Linked DNA regions of Mus musculus: region 1 is linked to region 2. Evidence: chromatin contacts called from public HiChIP or PLAC-seq data. All regions are on one chromosome and are shown on one strand. The core of a region is the stretch at or near the end of the contact, and the rest is flanking DNA. Distances in the headings are between cores, read along the strand shown. Region 1 overlaps St3gal3 (ST3 beta-galactoside alpha-2,3-sialyltransferase 3). Region 2 holds the start of B4galt2 (UDP-Gal:betaGlcNAc beta 1,4- galactosyltransferase, polypeptide 2).

Evidence for each region. HiChIP or PLAC-seq counts read pairs in DNA pulled down with a chosen protein or histone mark.
Region 1: an H3K4me3 HiChIP or PLAC-seq map of embryonic limb bud shows a contact between it and region 2, with 3 times the contacts expected there. The contact joins the enhancer-like site here to the promoter of B4galt2 in region 2. A contact is called at or near these places in 13 of 39 promoter capture datasets (the 3T3-L1 cell line, 3T3-L1-derived adipocytes, the C10 cell line and 8 more), 1 of 15 datasets of contacts at CTCF or cohesin (the NIH/3T3 cell line), 11 of 115 datasets of contacts at active chromatin or transcription factors (the SCID.adh cell line, bone marrow-derived macrophages, craniofacial prominence and 6 more) and 2 of 9 other capture datasets (adipose tissue and pancreatic islet).

The regions. Positions count from the first base shown.
Region 1 is chr4:118,039,536-118,042,248 of GRCm38.p6, reverse strand. All of the region lies in intron 3 of St3gal3 (ST3 beta-galactoside alpha-2,3-sialyltransferase 3), which reads left to right. Among named protein-coding and RNA genes, the nearest start is that of 9530034E10Rik, 66 kb to the right of the region's middle. Within about 2 kb of position 1,443, at least 20 of the 459 cell types and tissues checked have an H3K27ac peak or open chromatin away from gene starts, as enhancers often do. A contact at or near this core is called in the SCID.adh cell line and embryonic limb bud, where this site is marked.
Region 2 is chr4:117,882,142-117,884,921 of GRCm38.p6, reverse strand. B4galt2 (UDP-Gal:betaGlcNAc beta 1,4- galactosyltransferase, polypeptide 2) reads left to right here and starts at 1,446. Exons shown (of 8, transcript NM_017377.5): 1 at 1,446-1,820. Atp6v0b (ATPase, H+ transporting, lysosomal V0 subunit B) reads left to right here. Exons shown (of 8, transcript NM_033617.3): 8 at 281-592. The coding sequence ends at 307. It overlaps Gm12841 (predicted gene 12841), which reads right to left and starts at 1,372. Exons shown (of 4, transcript NR_168719.1): 1 at 1,207-1,372.

The DNA of each region.
Region 1 (2,713 bases), core at 194-2,693, 160 kb before region 2:
CATTTTTTAAAAGGCAGAACCAATTCTCTCTCTCTCTCTCTCTCTCTCTCTCTCTCCTCTCTCTCTTTTTTAAAGAATTATTTATTTATTTTAAGTATATGAGTACACTGTCTTCAGATGCACCAGAAGAGGGCATTAGATCCCATTACAAATGGTTATGAGCCACCACGTTGGTTGCTGGGAATTGAACTCAGGACCTCTGGAAGATCAGCCAGTGCTCTTAACCTCTGAGCTATCTCTCCAGCCCCTAGAACCAATTCTTGATGAAGCAGTTTGTCCGCAGTGTTGCAGATTAAAGCCAGGGCCTCCAGCATGTTAGGAAAGTCCTCTACCCCTAGCTACACCCCTGCCCAGCAGTTCTGACTTCTATTAGATTTCCCCCTGGAGTGCACATCTCTCTGGTATTCTGTGTGAGGAAACGGGAGTGTGCCTGACACCCTTGCTATGCGCCAAGGAAAGAGGTTGTCTTAACGAAAAGGCCCTTGTGTGATTGTTACCAACCAGACTGTCTACCTCTCAGGAGCACTGTTTCACTTGAAGGATGGACAGATGTCGTGCTTTGAAAGCTCAGAGTCTGGCAGATGTCTCAGACATGAGAGCAAGCACATGCATCAAGGTGCCGCGGGTGTTTTGCCACCCATGATTAGATGTATGCATTCCCGGAACCGTAATGTTTCTGAAAAGGTACTTTCACTGGTCATCCTTCCAGAATGTAACTGTAAATTACACTAGGATCGGGGGCTGAGCCCCGTTTGGACCCCCTCCTCCATCCCTTTCAGAAACGGTCACTGCACGCTTGGAAGGATGTTCTCTACAGGCTGGGTGAGGGGCTCTCTGCCCTTTAGTTGGTTCAAAGTGAGTAATTGTCCCGTTCAAATCTTCTGAGTTCCCACTGGTTTTATGGCCTGACTTTTCAGCGGCTCCTGTGTTTGCCTGTTTAATGACAGCAGACCTATTGTGCATGACATGTAGTTCAGTAAATTCCGCGCAGTAAGGGAAGTGTTCCTTATTTGATGCATGCACACAGTTTGCTCGTGGCCTGCTTTTTATGCTCAGTTTCTGAACTTTCCAGGAGGTTTACAAATTCTCTAGGGTTCTCCCCCACCAATACTTTATGACTCTTACTGTGACCCAAAAGACATACTTAATCCCTTTGTAGGATCCCTGAAAGAGTTAACAGTTTACTTCAAAGGCTCCCAGCATCTGCAAAAGCACTTTGTACATTCACAGCTCTGACCTGGTGCAGGTGCTGGAGAAGGGCAGAGCTTGGTATCACCCAGGCCACTTCCCGCCTGGAGCCAGGCACAGGACACATGTGCTCCTTGGTTGGTAGATTGTGTTACCCTGCATTTACTGGCCTGGCTGAAGCAGGAGGCCTAAGCCACCAAGAGACTAAGCGTTTTTCCTTCCGTGTGCAGCTGCCTCCTTGCTGCTGTGGTGTCAGGGAGAGGAGTGCTTTCCGCTGCTGTATCAGCTGTCTGTGGCTGTCAGTGGCTCTGAGCCTGGTAGACTCAGGAGTCCCATGATCTTCTGACTGTAGGCAGATATGTGCTCAGGGTGGTGAGACCTGGACTGTCCTGTGGGCTACCTCAGAGGCAAGTTGTCCCCAGAGCATTGGTATGTTTGAGGTGGCATTTCCTTTGCAGGCAGCATGAGCACATAGTTCCAAGAACTCGTATGTGTAAAGCGTGCAGCTTGGGATGCTCAGGGCTCTTCGTGGACGAGGTTGAAGTTCAGGCCTTTAGAAATGATGTGCTGACAAGTTAGGGGTTCTCAGAGGGAACCCCAAAGCAAGAATCAGAAAATGGCAACGTATGGGAAAGTAAACAGAGACGTAGACAGTTAGTCTAAGCAGAGTCATGGGACACCCTCAGTAGGTGGGGGTCTGCGGTGTCACCAGCTGGGCGGGCTGAGAGTCAGGAGTGGGCAGAGCTAGGCAGTCACTGTTGTGAAAGATGACTGACCCAGAGAGGCTAAGGACCATACCTACCACTGCTGCCACCACTGGCACTGGCCCCTCCCCGCGAGTAGAAAAGAACAGAGGATCCATGTCCCCAGCTAGTCTGTAGGCCCCCCTAGTCACACCACTCATTCAACATATTTATGGACCCCCACCTTTGTACCAGACCCTGTGTTAGGTGCTAGAGATACTGGGTGAGGTGAGCTCTGCCTTGTGTGTGTGTGTGTGTGTGTGTGTGTGTGTGTGTGTGTGTGTGTTCCCATTCATGGAAGTTAATGATGTTTAAGTATGAGCAGCAGCATTTCCTTTCGGCTCATCTTTATTTTTTTATAGATTTATTTATTTATTAGATGTAAGTACATTGTAGCTGTCTTTAGACACACCAGAAGAGGGCATGAGATCTCATTACAGATGGTTGTGAGCCACCATGTGGTTGCTGGAATTTGAATTCAGGATCTTCAGAAGAGCAGTCAGTGCTCTTCACAGCTGGGCTGATCTTTAAAGAAGGGAATTTAGCAGCCCAGCCTGACTACCTATAGACTGATTAACTGGGTGAAACGGGGAAAGCAGCGTTCAGGGACTGCTCTTGGGTGAAGAGTGGAGCCACTTCCAGGGCTGAGGACCAGATACTGGGTATGTGTGAGGGTGACAAAGACAAGCTGTGTGAGGCTTCTTCAGCCGTCATCTTTAATGACTGGGCGGGCGGCATTGTAAGTAGGACTGGCGGGTTGACGGGCGGTCCTCGTGAGAGAT
Region 2 (2,780 bases), core at 197-2,696:
TGTATGTATGACACACTTGTCAGTAGACTAGCATGTCTAAATTCATATTTTCCAGTGTGTGAGTTTGTGACTTGGGTGCTTGACTGGGCTGACTCTTGGCGACACTAACACTGTCCATGGGACTTGTCTTCTCTGTTGTACAGCTGAGCTCCTTTGTTACTGTCCATGTCTGTTTGTCTGTCATAGTGTGTCTGTCCGTCTGTCCACCCACTGGCCTGCTGGTTCTGGTCTTGTCACTGGTCACTGTCCCTGCCTGATTTGTCCTGTTTTTCCTTTGCAGACCTCCAGAGTGAAGATGGGTGACTAGATGACCTGTATGGGTGGGGCCGTGCCCTACTGTTATTTATTGCTGGTTTTCCTGGGACAGCTGGAGCTGTGTCCCTCAGCCTTTCTGGGGCTTGGTGTTCAGGGTCTCCCCTGCACTCACCTCTTGCTGCCTGTTGACTCTGGAGGCATTGCAGTCCAGACTGAACCCCAGTGTGGGGAGTGGGCTGCTGATGGTGACTGTGTACAGCTGTGCACCTGTGCCCCCCTCAACCCCCATCCAGCCCATCTTCCTAGTGTTTGTGAAATAAACTTGGTATTTGTCCCAGTCAGTGAGGCTTCTGTTGGCCCCTTGCGACACCTTTCACAAAGGAAGGGGAGGACCTGTTCACTCACTCCAACCTCCTGTAACTTTCTGTCTACACATCATCTCTGCTCTGGACCTTGCTGGCTCCTGGGTGGCAGATCAGGGTGCTAGGCTGGCTGTAATGCTGGCACCTCTTCATTGAAGAGTCTGGGCTCTGAGATCCTCCTAGCCCTATGTCTTTGGACCCCTGTGCACTAGACCCAAACTCACTACAGCTAATTCTCCTCTCTGTCGCTATACTCCTGAAACTCCCCGCACCTGGATTTTCCTGGAGAACAGTGTTTTACATTTGATAGTCCAGTATGAACACCTAACCCTTCCAGAAACCTCTTCTATGGTCTTAGTTCCTAGGGCCTTGTTCAGCTCCGCCTATTCCTATACAATTCTTGATTCCAACACCACCCTAAATCTTACCCAACCTGCTTTTACCTAATAAGTCCTTTTCAGTCAACACCTTTAGGGGTCTTACCCAGCAGGCAGCCCTGGTTGGCTGACCTTGACTCATGCTCCCAGGAAAGAGTTGGCAAGGCCCTAACCCTCTGAATTGCCCACTATCCAGACCCCGTCCCAAATACCTGAAGGGCCTTAGCCATCCGGCTCCTGGTCTCTTCCCATCCCTAAAGCAAGCTGATGGAGGAACCTGATGGATTCCTGCGTCCTTCCTGGGTCTCAGGCATCCGCAAACGCACCTCCCCGCTGGCTGGGCCGCGCAGGGCCAACGGCAGGGGCGGGCGGCGGAGCGGCGCGCGGCGCGTGCGGGCGCACTGGAGGCGGGGGCCGCGGGGGCGCGCGCGCGGGCGCGCCGGCCTGGCCTGCCCCTCCGAGGAGCCGTAGCGCGGGAGGGAGGCGGCAGCGCAGTGGTCCGTCGGTCCGCCGGTCCGTGGGTCTGCCGGGCCCCGCCCTGCCTCCCGGGGCGGCTCGGCTCCATGGCCCGCGGCGGCGGCGGGAGGTGGCCCCGGAGCCTCGGGGACCGCTGACCGGGCGGTGGGGCCGGGCCATGGGGGACAGAGCCGTCCACAGCTGCTGGAGCCGGGATCCCTACCCGAGCTGGAGCGGCGCCCCCTGCTGAGCCCCGAGCGCTGCGAGAGAGGAGGGCGCGCGCGGCCCCCCACCCAGGGCCCCGACATTCCAGACCCGGCCCGGCTAGGGGGCCGCCCGCGCGCCGTCACAGATCCCAGCCCAGGACCCGGTGAGCGAGGCACCGGCGCTGCCCCCGGCCTGGCTGCACCCCACCCTACCCCCATCCCGCTAGCCTCCTGGGCTCCGGCGTCCGCCCCCATCCGGCCTCCCTCATTGTCCTCGCTCGCCCCGGCCTTGTGTCTCGCAGAGGCGCTCGGCCCCGGCCCCACTTCCACATCCCCCACTGCATGCACCCCTCCCCAGGGCTCCACACCCACCTGTCCTACTGCCTCCCCCGTCCCGAGGTGCCACGTGTTCAGCCTCCCAGCCCCGCCCAGACGCACCCCTCAGTTTGGTGGCTAGCCTGACCCAGAGCCCCTGCCCTGGAGGGAGGGGTTGGGAATACTTGCACGTGGGTCTGGGTGTATGGCTACGCTTGTATAAGTCCGAGCCGCGGTTTGTTGATATATGTGGCTCCGTATGTTACTGTCACCCCAAGTGTGTCTAGCTCTATATGTAGGTCTCTGTGTGTCCCTTGAGTGTGGATGCCGACTGCTGGTACTAAAGCAGTCTATGTGATTTTGTGACTGTTTGAGATATTCTGCTCTCAGGAGCATGGCCAGAAGTATTTTTTGACCTTTTGGAACTACAGGGGAGACCTGGTTCGAGCAAGGGCACCCCCAGCCCCCACCACCTCTGCCAGTGTATGAACTTTACTCCTCTAGGGTCCAAGTGTACCCCATTTCAGGAATCAGAACTAGCTTTGCTAATCAGGCTCCAGAGCTAGCTAGCTAGCCTGAAATCTTAGGTGAGGGGCTCTCTATTGCTTGCCCCACGGGGTATGCTCTTGCCCCTTGTTCCAGTGGGAAGGACCTGTTTAAACATCTCTCCTTTTTGGGTGGAGGGCACTCTTGAGTGCTGAAGGCTCCTTCTCAGCCTGGTCCTAGTTGGCTAGGCCTGCTTGCTGTTGGGACCTGAGTGCTCAAACTGGCCATGGGTCTAAGTGACTTCCCTTCATGGCCCTCGGAAG